Regions from separate parts of the Mus musculus genome. Here region 2 is linked to region 1. Evidence: chromatin contacts called from public Hi-C data. All regions are on one chromosome and are shown on one strand. The core of a region is the stretch at or near the end of the contact, and the rest is flanking DNA. Distances in the headings are between cores, read along the strand shown.

What was found. Hi-C and Micro-C count contacts between places; a contact is called where the count stands out from the background.
Region 2: a Hi-C map of bone marrow-derived macrophages shows a contact between it and region 1, with 17 read pairs. The contact joins two enhancer-like sites. A contact is called at or near these places in 1 of 484 Hi-C or Micro-C datasets (bone marrow-derived macrophages) and 3 of 115 datasets of contacts at active chromatin or transcription factors (cardiomyocytes, embryonic stem cells and large pre-B cells).

Annotation. Positions count from the first base shown.
Region 1 is chr17:50,363,747-50,371,058 of GRCm38.p6, reverse strand. No RefSeq gene overlaps it. Among named protein-coding and RNA genes, the nearest start is that of Gm30958, 16 kb to the left of the region's middle. Within about 2 kb of position 1,633, at least 37 of the 459 cell types and tissues checked have an H3K27ac peak or open chromatin away from gene starts, as enhancers often do. A contact at or near this core is called in bone marrow-derived macrophages, where this site is marked.
Region 2 is chr17:50,762,307-50,769,164 of GRCm38.p6, reverse strand. All of the region lies in intron 18 of Tbc1d5 (TBC1 domain family, member 5), which reads left to right. Among named protein-coding and RNA genes, the nearest start is that of Gm41598, 25 kb to the left of the region's middle. Within about 2 kb of position 5,549, at least 73 of the 459 cell types and tissues checked have an H3K27ac peak or open chromatin away from gene starts, as enhancers often do. A contact at or near this core is called in bone marrow-derived macrophages, where this site is marked.

The DNA of each region.
Region 1 (7,312 bases), core at 384-2,883:
CTTCATCCCACAGGCTCTAAGCAGAGGTTCTGCTCTGGTAGAACAGAACACTTGGAACTCTTGTTTCACCCTTAGTAGAGAGGAGCCATCCCTTATCCCCCCTGGATTTGGAAGAGAGCCCTTCCTGAACAAGTTGCTGGTCTACAACTGTCTACTGACCCATGGTCCAAGCTTCAAAGCTCCAAGAACCATCCCTATGGTACATTCTTGTCAGTCATGAAAGCTATATGGTTCTTCCCATCTTTTTAATTCCTGTGCCAATCTCTCAGCTATTTTTAAACTGAGGGAGCTGCTGGAGGTACAAGATAAGGGGAATGTTAATTATTAATCTTCTAAACCTGAGTAGCATTCACTACATTTGACATTTATGTATTTTATTTGTGTTTGCTTAGCTGTCTGATTAATGTGCAGGGGTCATGGCCAATCTATTCACTGTTTCATTCCCTGTGTTTACCACATTGCTTGGCATAGATTTCAATGCCAGAATGATTGAATGAATGACTGAAAGAAATAAATGGACAGATAATGAATAATACATTGTATTTTTATATTGATGCCGCTCATATTCTCAATATATAAATTTAAATCTTCTACTAAAACAATATAAGACCTGAACATAGATAAATATTGTTTCTTGCCTGTCACAGTGTCACAAACACATGAGTTGGAACCCTCTGGGCTAGTGACTGCATTCTAGTGCAGCAACTGCCCTGAGAAGTACATTGAAGCTGGGCCCAAGCTCATGTGAACAATGCCCAGTGGTCAACAACTAATGTTTCCCAGTCATACAGTGAGGACTGTAGGACTGCTTAAACAGATGTGTCCCTCTTGGCTTAGAGACATCTAGGGCTCACTTAGGGCTACAATGTCTACATGGGAAGAGAACTGCCCTACTGGATGTCTGGTAACCATCCATACTCCTGCTGCAGGGAAGCTAAGCCTCCAAGTACAGTGGCTCGTAGATCCCTTCCCCTCTCACTGGCTCCAGTAGTTACAGGATTTGAGAGACATGATGTCACAGCCCATAAAGTTTGTTACAGTGGAAGGAAACAGGGCACACAATGGCACCAACTGAGCCAAATTCAAAACAAGATCTTTCGGGAGAGAGAGTACCGTTTAGCTATCATTCACAGATTCTTGGAGCTGATCCTCCAGCTGCATCCTTGGAGAGACCCAACCCTGATGTGGTGGGGTTCTCCCACTTCCTGGGTTCTGCTTGCATCAACTCAAAGCAAGAATCTTGCTTTGGTTTTGAGCTTCCCATATGTTTCTGGTATATGGTTTGGTGTGGGAGGAAGAACACATTATGTGTAGCTCCAGTCGCCATGGTCACCTTGTCCTCAGTTCCCTTTCTGAGTCCTCTCAGACTCACAGTGCTTCCCTTGTCCTGTCTCTACACAGCCTTAGCTGAGCTGGTGTCAGTCCCCCTTCTTTGTCTCCCTGCACACACTTCAGGGCCTGGCCTTTGACTTCCTAACCCAGGTTGTCACGGGCCCCAGACAAGGGTTCCTCCCAGCCCAGTGGCTAGTGGTTTTCCACCTTGGGAAATTTTGCAAACTCTAGTGTCAGGCAGCATCCAGATGGGTCACATGAGGACATATGAAAACTCACCAGCTGGTTCCAGATAGGCGAAGAGAACAGTCCCAGCTGCAGCCCCACGTGACATGTTTTAAGTCACTGCACAGGGACCGGAACTACACCACTCTGTCCATAGCAAACTCCAGTGCCGATCTCCAGGATATCATGAAGGGATCTGAATGGGCTGGGCTAGGGATTGGAAAGGCATCCAGCTAGAAAGGTGGACCTCTGAGGCTGTGCTGCAAGGCCCTTGGGTCTAGACAGCAATCACCCCTCAGAAAGGAGGTTTACACTGCAAGTTAACAGGAAGCTCTGAGGACAGCAAGGATGTGGGACAGATAGCCTCAATCCACTTAACTTGACCCTGGGTTTCCCAAACTTGCCTAAGGACACCTCTTAATCCCCCCAGGGAATCTTTTTGTAAAATTTAGTCCTATCTTCCTATTTGACCAAGTGCTAGAGGTTAATCAGCTTAAGTTTCCAATATTTATACAATATTTATACAATACTACCCTGTGTGAGTATCGGCATTAGTAATAGTTGGATTCTGGAGTTTCTTAAAGTGTCAAGTATCTTTACAGCGCTAATGCCTTTCTTCCTATAAGACATAATTAAGACTCAAACTTCCTAAAGTGACAATACCAGGCACCACTGTGGATTGAATACTAACCAGACAGTTAAATAAAGTACTTTAAATATTAAAAAAATTCAATTTAAGAAATGATGACTGACTGCCCCCTGGAGTCATGTCCTCTCGCATGTTTCTCAGGAGCTTCCAGGAATAACAAAGGCAGAACTTGGTGCCTGAGAAGCACCTGCCAGGGCCCAGCCCTTGGTCTTTACTATCATCCAGTGGCTGGCTCGTCTTTACAAAAGTCTTTGTGTGTTGATGCTGTTGTCAGTCCCGTTTCACCTGTAAGCTGAGCCACAGAGAGGTAATATTGCCCAAGGTCTTAACTAGCCAGAGATGGGGAAGGCTCTCAGGGAACTAACTTCTTACTGCCTCTCTGTACTATGGACTACATAGCATAGGGTCTGGTCAAGTAGTGAGCCCCCCTCCGTGTGTTTAATGAGCTGAGGCTGGCGTGGGGTTCCTTGAGCCTTCTGCTTTGGTGAGCACGAGGGCTGTTATTGGTTGTCAACTTGACTACATCCAGGGTGAAGCATAATCCAGAAATGGAGGGTACACCTATGAGAGATTTTTTGCTTGGTTCAAAGTGGGTGAATCCACTTCTAGTCTGGACCTTTGAGGTAGGAAGACTTACGTCTTTAATCTGGATCTTGAGGTGGGAAGACATTTAACCTATGCCATACCTTCTGCTGGAAGTCGATATTAGGACATTGTAGGAGGAGGTGTCTGCTCTTTGCCTGCTTGCCCTCACCTTGCTAGCACATCCATTCCTTCCCTGGCATTGGAACCTACTTCTTCAGGATTCCAGGGTACACTGAAGAGCAGATATGAGAAGACAGCCAGCCTTGTGGACCGAGCAACAACTGCATTCTTGGACATGCCATGCACAGTCAGCCATTGTTGGATTAGCTGGACTGTAGCCTGTAAGTAATTCTGATAAATCATATATATGTAATATATCCACATATATTACATATATCTACATGTATTACATATATAATATACAGATGTACATAATATATACATATATGTATAAGTATATATAATGCATATGTATAATAATATGCATATAAAGTATGTATAATATATGCATAGATAGTTGCATATGTATATAATAACACATATACATATGATATATGTATGTATGTATATATATGCGTGTGTATACATATATAAATGCATATATGTGGTAGAGAGATAGATAATAGAGAATCATTCCATGATTCTGTTACTTTAGAGAACCCTAATTAATACAGTGAGCCTGTGTCCTACTGCTTGCACACTGTAGCCCCCCAGCACAAGCCAGTTTGCCTGCCCAGACAGGGATCTGTTGCCATGTAGTATCGAAATGACAGTGTGGGTTTCTAAAGAAGTTCGAGCCTCTAGCATGCTGGCCCCAACAGCCCAGAAGAAAAATTACAAAGCAGCTTTAGTCACCCTCGCTGTTTTTCTGAACTGCCATTGAATTCCCATTTAAGATGTCCGTGGCGGTCTAGGGTATAGCTCAGTTGATAGGATGTTTGCCTAAACTGCCCTAAAACCTAGGAACTCTAAAATCAGCTGTGGCTGAAATCCCAGGGGAAGAGGCAGAGGGATCAGAAACTCAAGGTTACCCATGAGATCTGCCAGGGTTATATGTGACCCTGTTGTTTCAAAACAAATCCCTAAAAGTCAGGTTACTGGGTGGTAAATATATAAATCTAGCCATTACTCTTGCATGGACTTAGGCTGTTAGCAGAATCCTTCTTCTTTGCTAACAAAACTCCAGGTATTTTTGTTCATTTTGTTTGTGTTTGTTTGTGTTTTCAGGGTAGTGTTTATTCATCCACCCAGCAGCTGTGGTAAGGGCACTGGGAGTAGGTGATAGTAACTGGGTGAAGCCACTGGAGCGATGGGCAGCTGGTCTCAGTCTCTACCTTCCCACACTAACATCTGTGAAGCCAACTCCTGAGGCTGGGCCTCTTGGTGATATCCAGGAACTTCCTGGACACACAAACAATTCACAGTTTCCGTGCTATATGAGACAAGAACACTGATCTTGGGCCTAAATCTCCTGCCTCTGTGCCCAGCTCAGTTGCATCGACCGCTAGCAACATTAGATTTTTACATTTAAGTCCATTCAAAGTTTCAAAAATACACCCCCAAAATCAAATGTCCTTTTCTTGGCCACAGAGCCACAGAGCCAGGAGAGCCACAGAGCCACAGAGCCACAGAGCCAGCAGAAGTCAAAGCAGGGGTGTGGACTGTTCCTTGGTACTACAGGTACCAAGAGCCATGTGCTGCTTCTTGGATCTGTCCCACGAGCCTTGTGAAACCTCTGTCCTCATGCACTGTGAAATCACTCCTTCTCAGGCCCTCACAGACCTCTCAGAGCTTGCCTCAGGCCAAGCTCTCATTTGTTGTGAGAACCCAACTTGGAAGTGCCGTGTCTATGATACTCCTCTGGGCCTTGGCTCGGTGGCACAGAACATGAGTGTGGCTCAGGGTCCTGCTGGGAAGGGGTCCTCCTACCTTCCCACTCGTTAACCTGGGCAAACTGAGCAGGGGATTCTGTTCGTTTGTGTTGTGTGTGTCCCCCTCCCACACCCCCAGCTTTGTCTTAGCCTTTCCAGGCAGGACTGAAGAGGGAGCCTTCTTGCCCTGGACTGTCTCATCTCTGAGTCAGAAAGACCATTAACAGCTGCAATGTTTCTCATCTCAAAATCACACAAAGAACATACACCCGTGAGCTCAAGGAGATCTGAGGCAGGGGCATAGTGGACCTGACACAGGTCAGAGAGGACTCCAAGAAGCCGACCTGCTTTACCCTTAGTGAAATCCTAGAATCCCCTCACTTCTCCACCATTCCTTACCCTTGAGCTGTGGGCTCCCACGGGCTCTCAGAGCCCATTCTTCAGGGCTGTGACCCATAGAATAGCCCGAGTCCTTCAGAAATATACTTTGAACCCCTGGCTCGCATCCGTTCAGACCCACCCATGACCCCCTTTCTTCCATGCGGGGAACTACTTTGCATAGCTTCTGGCCTCCAGGGCAAGTAGTAGCCCCTTCCCCACCGCCTCTCAGACCTCAGCTCCTCCACGCTACTGCTCGTTACTTGGCTCAGCCTGCTTTATAGCCTGCCTAATGTTCTTCCAGGAACTGTGAAGAACAGCCTGTGCCAGAACTTAGGGCTTTCACACTGCCTGCTGGGTTTTGCCTCATTAAACCCTTGATTTCTCTCTTCTTTCCAGTTGCCGTCAAATGCTGCTTAGCTGAGACATTTTCCCTGCCCACCTGCCCCAAGTACCAATCCTACCTCCACCGTTCTGCAGCGACTCCCTTTCCTTACTCCATGCCTACACCAAGGCTACCCCTCCTTTGCTGCTTCTTCCTAGCACATAGACCTGACTCACACTGCACATTTACATAGTACTGTGGCGCTTGCTCTCACTAGAATATCGATGCATAAAGAAGGAACCTTTTCTACCTACTCAAACATACCGGAAAATCAGTGCCATATATAGGGACCTTTGAGCTGGGAAACGAAAGGAAAGTATCATTGTCAGGAGGAGGGATGGAAGTTGTGCTCTTGTTTCTGGAAGAAAAAGATGCATATGCAAAGGCCCTGTGGTCATAAGTGAATTCTGTGCTGGTAGCGGCAGGGCACAGAGATGGGGAAGTTTTAAGAGGTCATGGGAGGCAGCAAGTAGGTCTTCCAGGCTTTGTGGGCAGTGGTCGGGAGCAATGGACAAGGGCGGAATATTAAGGTGGGTGGGTAAGTCAACCAAAAGTCCTTATTGAGAGCTCATTCTGAATGTTCTGAGAAGTGGAGAGGGAGGGGGAGCATTAGAAATGCCAAGGAACAATTCTGAAATAGCCAAGGGAGACAAGGTTGTAAATGGGAACTTGGGATTCCCACGGCTAACAGGTTCTGTTTCGTGAGCAATCTCATAGTAAAACCCAGAAAAAATTACCTGTGTAAGTATCAACTATTGTAGCTAGCTATCCTTAAAGTACTACACTTACATTTTATGACTAAAGGGGTATTTAATGGACTCATAACTCAGGTAAGGAAGGTATGATTCATATGAATGCATACTTATTCACAAAATGGCTGCACCTTGGGTCACTTCTATCTGGGAATGAATTTCTTGATTTGAATCTTTGATCTTCAAATTTCTATTCATTATGACTTCTAAAACCTACTTGAAGATAACACATGCCTTATTCATGGCGCAGACCTGGAGTGTCTACATAATTGAGGCTCACAGGACAGCTGGGAATTCACTGACTCTTCAGCCATCGCCTGTGCTTTTTCACAGGCTTTTTTTTTTTGTGCTATGGATAAAAATCATTAACTTTAGAGGGATATTCATTTTTCAAAGGCAAATGTTCTACCTTTTTGTTTATGAGGAGATTCTAAAACATTTTTTTTCAAAATTAATTTTTCAGTTGGTATGAATCTTAAGACTAACTTACGTATGCCACTTGTTTATTTAAATAAGTATTTAAATAAATTTTATTTATTTACCTTTCCAATTGTGTCCCCATTCCTGGTCCCCCATCAATGAACTCCTCACCCGAATACCCTCCCCTTTGCCTCTAAAAGTGTGGTCAACTTCCTACCTACCCACTCTTTCCTCAGCACTCTAGAATTCCCCAATGCTAGGGCATCAAGCCTCTCAGGACCAAGGGACTTCCCTTCAATTGATATCAGATAAGGCAGTTCTATGCTAAATATGTAGCTGGAGCCATGGATCCATCCATGCATATTCTTCGGTTGGTCAATTACAGAGGGTAGAGTGTAGCTCAGGGGTGCTGAGGCTGACCTGGTCAGGCACTGAGGCTCCATCCCTGGATCTGCCTTTCCTGCTTTACTAACCTCAGTCCATCAGAGCATCTCCAGGCACACCCAGAGCCTGACCCAGAAGGGCACAAATGCATACAAATCCCTACTGATTGACTCCTGGCCTCTTTCCCTGACAGAAAGCTAGTCATTTCTCTGTCCACCAACTCAGACACTTCCATGTTTCCTCCTCAGGGACTGCTGGTCCCCAGTGTACCGCCTGCAGCCACTCTCTCTTGTCATTGCCTTGGGATGCTGTCCTGAGATCTTCAGCTGCT
Region 2 (6,858 bases), core at 4,300-6,799, 390 kb before region 1:
ATTTTGTTCCCCCTTCTAAAAAGGATTCTGAGCTTCTAGGCTAATATCCACTTATCTGTGAGTGCATATCAAGTGACTTCTTTTGTGATTGGGTTACCTCACTCAACATGATATCTTCCAGATCCATCCATTTGTCTAAGAATTTGATAAATCTGTTGTTTTTAATAGCTGCATAGTACTCCATTGTATAAATGTACCACATTTTCTGTGTCCATTTCTCAGTTGAGGGACATCTGGGTTCTTTCCAGCTTCTGGCTATTTTAAATAAGGCTGCTATGAACATAGTGGAGCATGTGTCCTTATTACAAGTTGGAGCATCTTCTGGGTATATGCCCAGGAGTGGTATTGCTGGATTTTTAGTTTATGGAATATTTTGGGGAATAAATGCATAGTGGCAAATTCAATGTATACAACAGTTATAACCTTAAACCAGGTTTCTTTTCCATTGGACAGGTTAAGAAATACCAAAAGTAGAACTAATTTTTGTTTAAAGCTCTATTTCCTTGGTCCAGTAGATTTCAGATTTTAACAGTATACCAGTATCAGCCTAGGACTTTTTATGTGATAAATAGAAACAGAAACAAAGGAGGGGGAGGGTATGGGGGACTTTTGGGATAGCATTGGAAATATAAATGAAGAAAATACCTAATTAAAAATAAATAAATAGAAACAGAAACAAATGTAATTCACTAAAACTATGAAAATTCTTTAATAAAGCTAGAGAGATTGATATTAAAAAAAAAACAATTATCTTCAGAAGAGTTGGTTCAGAAGTGGCTAATACATGTCTCCAAACTGTGCATGTGTAAAATCATACTTCAAAGGCTTCTGGGAAGTAGCGTTGGGGCACAGTACTAATGATCTTCACTGATGACAAAGAATGCATTCACTAACGCTCAGGAGTTACTGTGAAGTGGTGGGCAGTTGTGTGTACTCGGATAGATTTGGGCCATAGTGATACCTAACGTTTGGGCCTAGTGATACATAACACGGTAAAGTGGACACCCGCAGCGTATATAGGCAGGCATTCTGTGTATGCCAGACCAGCTACATGTAGTTTGATTGTCCAGCATTTCTTGAGAATAACATTATGAACTAAGAAATGTGAAATTCAGTATATCTTAGTTGTTCCTTGATACATAATTCTTGTTGGAACCAATTCACAGTTTCAAAGCAAGCATTACAATGCAAGTAACTATACTGAGGTGCATTCGCCTTCTGAGTTTAACATGCTAGAAAAGAAAAAATATAGAAAGATATGCTGCGTAATGTTTTTGTTCTCAGTGAGCAATAATCTCATATAATTAGAGTAAATCCGTTCAATTAAGAAATTCATCCAAAATATTCCAGGCACCATTTTGCTTACTGTGTATTCTGAATCATTGTTTCTAACTTCCCATCAGAACTCTACACGGCCCCCTCTTCAGTGTTAGGAATGGCCTGCGGAGCCTTTGATGATCTTTCTGTGGCCAGCTTCATATTAGTCCTTCCCCAACTTCTCTTTAGCCTTGTAGGAGTGCACAGCTCTTAAGTTCTCTTAAGTAAAACATGCTGTCTTATACATCTTTGTTGTTTTCCTTTCCTGTCTTTTCTAACCAAAATGATTCACATGGCCACCAAATTTACAGTTCTTTCAGGTCTCAGTTAAAGTACATCATATACTCAGATCGTTACTTAATCGCTTCTAGAGTCATTCAGCTCTTACATCAGAAAGCAGGCCCCTCCTCAAGCCTGTGAACATCGGGAGGCGGTGGGCATCCTGCTTGATTCATAGCTGCTGGCTCTGCAGTATGTGTGGCAGTGCCATTGAATTCATTTGGAAGCTCTCATAGGCCTGGTTTCCCTGAGTATTCTCTAAATCAGGTGTTATAGCTGGCACTCAGCAAAAAATTAGGAATAAATTCGTGTTCTTAAAGGTTTTGTGTGCTGTTCAAGTACTTGGTATAGCAGGAATCAGTCTGACATATTGCTGAGAGATAAGGTTCCTATAATCAGCATGGTGGAAATATGGATAACTCAGAGAATTTTCCCTCTCATTTTTTCCCAAAATTTTCATAACTGTTCGTATTTATATTAACAAGAAACACATCACAGTGGTTCTGATACTTGGCTCCTATTACCATTTGTAACTTAAGGTGTTTCTTATTCCATTTCTGATCCTCAACTTGGATTCAATGCAGACTTCTATGGGAGTCATTTACTTTAGAGAATGGTGATATAAGTGTCTTAATTCATTCTCATATGGCCAATTATCTTTAATACAGTGAAACAAAAAAACAACAAAAGCAACCTTAGCCAAGGTCTTTATGTCTGGGTCAGCCATTGTGTTGGGTGCCTGCTTCTGGTGCCAGGAAGAGCTCACAGATGGTCTTGCCCAGCTCCATGAAAAACTTAAATGAAAGCCCCTGGCACAGACTGGGCAGTTGCAGTCGTTTCCCTGTCCAGTTACATTAGACAGTGGCAGGCCTGTGATTGGACAGGAAAAGAAAGGGAGGTGGAGCTAGGATTAGGGGAGACAGAGACCTCACAGGAGGAGAAGCAGGGGTGGGGATGGGGGCATGGGGGAGGGGAGGTATTGGAGGGGGGGTGCTAAGAAAGCCAAATGGAGGAGACGAGCAAGAAGAAGATCCTGATCCCGAGTGGTTTTAAACAGCCACAAGTAGCTAAGATTTTTCACAAGGTTAGAATAATTGGGGTAAAACTTTTATCATTATCAATTGGCTCTGAAATTATTGTATTGGCATCTTGTAAATTGTGATCTTATTGTTATATAAATCTGATTGGGTAATTAAGCTTTGGTGCACGCCTTTAATCCCAGCACTGGGGGGTGGGGGGGGGGGCAGAGGCAGGCAGATTTCTGAGTTCAAGGCCAGCCTGGTCTACAAAGTGAGTTCCAGGACAGCCAGGGCTATACAGAGAAACCCTGTCTCAACAACAACAACAACAACAAAAAGTCATGTTTCTACTGGTTAATTCAGTGTTGAGATGGCTGATCATGGGGTGTGTGGGGTGCTGTGTGGAATCGAGATGAACTCGCTAGCTGGGAGAGAGTAGCTGGGTGGTGGCCCACCAGTTCCTGTACTAGAACTTGAATGTGGACTGGCACGGCAGGAGAGATGGCAGGTCTACTTTTTTAATATTTCCCACAACTCTGGATGATTTCATCCACTGGTCTGATCACATACAAATGTGGCAAAAAGGAAAATGTATCATCTGGGCTCATTGGCTTGGTGGAAAAGGGAGTGTATTACAGTTACAAAAGATTATTCAGGTTTCCTGATTATAAAAAAAAATGACGATCTAAAAGATGGGACCATAGCTCTAACAGAGACATTTAAACTTTTATATACAGGCCCTTATAGAAGAGAACATTTTCCCCAGATACAATGTTTAAGACAGGCAGTCAGTCCATAACAATACTTTCATACCTCCTGAATTTCAATAGAACTAACTTACTGAAATATGCAATATGTTTTTACCTATATAAAGGGAAATTATAGAGCTTTTACAGATAGTCTTTGATAGTATAGATCAGGAAGACTTTTATCATTCAAATCCTATTTAAGGTTTCACAGACAAAGTATTTTAATTATTTGGTATTTACTTTTCTCACAAGTTATTCACTTATATTTCATATTATTTATTGCTGTTTAGGGTATATTTGTCTAGAGAATGTTGTTTGGATTGATTTGGAGTCAACTTTGGTCTTTACAAACATTCCATCTCTTTTTTCCCCATGGTAATCGGTTTTATTTGGGGGAGGTTGTGTTGGAGATTGGTTCTGAAGCTGTGATTCCATCGGGAATCTGCATTGAAGGTCCTTGTCCCCAATAGCTGGGCGTGGGGTGGGACACTGAGCGCTGTGCAGGTAGATGCAGAGAGGAACGAATAGAATTCCAATGACTCGGGGTAGAAGGGTGGGACGCAGGCGCAGGAGATGAAGCCTCTCTGCCCTGTGAGAACGGTGGGTGGCTCCTGGCCACTTCCCTGTTTGGGCCTGGGGTATCAGTGGAAGGTTTAGGAGTACCCACCCAGCCTTTGAGGTATCCAAAGCATTTAAAGTTAGCTAGTGTGTGTGTGTGTGTGTGTGTGTGTGTGTGTGTGTGTGTGTGTGTGTGTGTGTGTTTTCCATTTGCAAATCCAGATAGCCCCTGAGTGGATGCATGCATGCCACCCACCAGGAGCACAAACCGGTGTAGCATAAAACTCACCACTACAAGGTTATATGTTTGTATGTACATATGTGTAACATGCTTAGGGATGCTAGAGATTGAAGTCAGGTGTCCTCCTCACTCACTCTCCACCTCATTCACCTTATTGTTTGAGGCAGGGTTTCTTGCTGAACCACAGCTTCTTGACTAGAAAGGAATGGAAGGGAGGGCCTTTTGCCCATCTGAAGGACCTGCTTCTCCAAGTTCTCTGAGTTGACTTCATAATTTGTTCCGCCTTTGCTCGCCTGCCACTCTCCTGTACATGCACGCACAGAATCGCATACGCACACACGCATGCACACACACATGCACACGTGTGCACATACATAGCAAAACACCAGTTTGTCTAGACTAGTTGGCTAGCAAGCTCCAGAGATCAGTGTCCACATATAGTCACCACTGGATTGCATCACACATGGCTACAGCTGGATGAGAAGTTGATGCAGGGGTCCAAAGCTGGGTCTCTATGCTTGAGGCATTTCCCCAGCCAACCCTTTTGCTTTTTAAAAATGTCTTCCCTAGTATGTTGTTCACATAATAATCTTATTTTCTTGTAAATATATAACCCCATATCCTTGTAGAAAATCCAGAAAAAAAAAAAGTATAATCCCACCATGTTTTTCAAAGTCAAGACTACTTAAAAAAAAAAAAAAACTTATACATTGCAATCTTATTTTTCCAGTTAGTCATCTGTTGTATGTCTGTGAATTGTCCATCAACAGAATATTTTTAAAAAACATGCAGGGTTCACGTGAGTATATGTGCTGTCCTTGGATGCCTGACTAATATCTTCAGTTGCTTTTATGTATGCACATGGTTCCCTGGGGTAATGTTCTAGGAGTACATTGCTAGTACAAAACAACAAAAAAGTAACATTTATAAAGCACTTGTTAGGCCAAACTGTGTCCTTTATCAAGACTCTCCAATAATCCAATCCCCTAAGAATTACAGGCCATACTAAATAGTGTTACCATCTTATATTTGGGCTCAAAGAGTTGCTGACTCGTTAAAGCCCTAACTATTGTATGTGACAGGCCTCTTATACACTAATGCTAGGGCTATAGCGTTCATATTCCAGCTTGTTCTCCAGTACAGCGGCTGAACTGCTTCACACACCCATACCCTGTCATTTAATGCAGTGTAATATGTAGTCATTGTGTTCTTGTTCTATTTTTCCTGATGCTGTCTTCCAGGGCTATTGCCATATGCTTCTCTGGCTTGGGTTTCATTCACACCAAGTGTGTGTGCGCGAGTGTGTGTGTGTTTTACCCTGTGTATACCACAGCTTCCTCAGAGCATCTGCAGCCTTCCTCCTTCTCATCAAGACTTTCCGTTTCCTGTTCTTCCCACTTCTTGTTCACCCATCTGTTCAAGCAAGACTGGGCGCCTTTCCTGTCTCTAGCTGCTATTCTTGGCTGGTTCCTGCTGCTGCTGTCAGTGTTGGCTCCCATGTCTGCTTATCTTGTGATCTGAGGACACTCTTAGAAGCTGAGCAGAGCCCACCCCAGGACCCTTCTCGCCCTGTTTTGCTGCAAAACTGACAGTCACTCTTGTCCATAAGTGACCCTCAAACATGGTCTCCATTAGGGACAGTGGGAACAGCAGACTATGTGTCAGACCCTAGCATCTCACACATTACTGGAAGGAAGAATGTGAGAGAGGGGTTTCTGCCCATCTGAAGATCCTGCTCCTCTCAGTTCTCTGACTTGACTTCATTACTGGTTTTTCCTTTGCTCACCTGCCACTCTCCTGTACATGCACACAGACACTTGCATACACACACACACAAAACTTTGTTGACTGGATCCTTGTTTCCTGGAACATGCTTTTCTATCATTGCTTCTGATTCCTCCTCCTTCAGTACCTTCAGAATTCTAGAAAACATGCTCTCATTTCCATGCATCCTCCTGCATCTTCTCCAGAGCTTCCTACTCCTTTCTTGGCTTTAAGAACGTACAGACTGTATCTTCCTCTAAACTCATAGAGGCCAGGAGCCCACATCTCAACTGTTATTGTATTTTCTGCATGGCTTAACACAATGTAAATGAATGTATTTATTAATCAAGTTGATAAGGAAGTAAATAATAAATCATAAAACCTTATACTATTTAAAAAATATCAAAAAGGTACTGAAGGTATATAACTAACACCTGAAAGATGTATTTTATAAACAACCAAATTGCATAATATTCAGCCAACTTAATGCCCCTGTAGAAATGCCTTTCTTCTTTTAAATAAGGTCTCACCATGTAGTGCAGGCTGATCTTCAACTGCCAGCAATCTTCCTGCCTCACCCTTACAAGCAGTGGATTTGAAATGTACTACAATGATAAACCATTTCTAAACATTTTAGAAAGGAAATAGTTTAGTGAACCACTAGAAGTTAGTATCTCCATTACAGTTGGTAAATGTGCATTAAATCTTTGCTAGGAAAGCGTAGAACATGAATGTGAGTCCATCTAGGGAAGACATGGGCGAGCAGCCAAGGGATCTGGTTCTTGGTTGGCTGCCTAACCTGGAGCATATACTCCCAGAGAATATGGCTGACAGGAATATCTGTCAGTAAATGAGAGGATCTGCCACACAGGTTTGTTGTGAAGAGTAAATGGATCCATACATGAAAAGCTCATTGTGAGGGTCTATATAC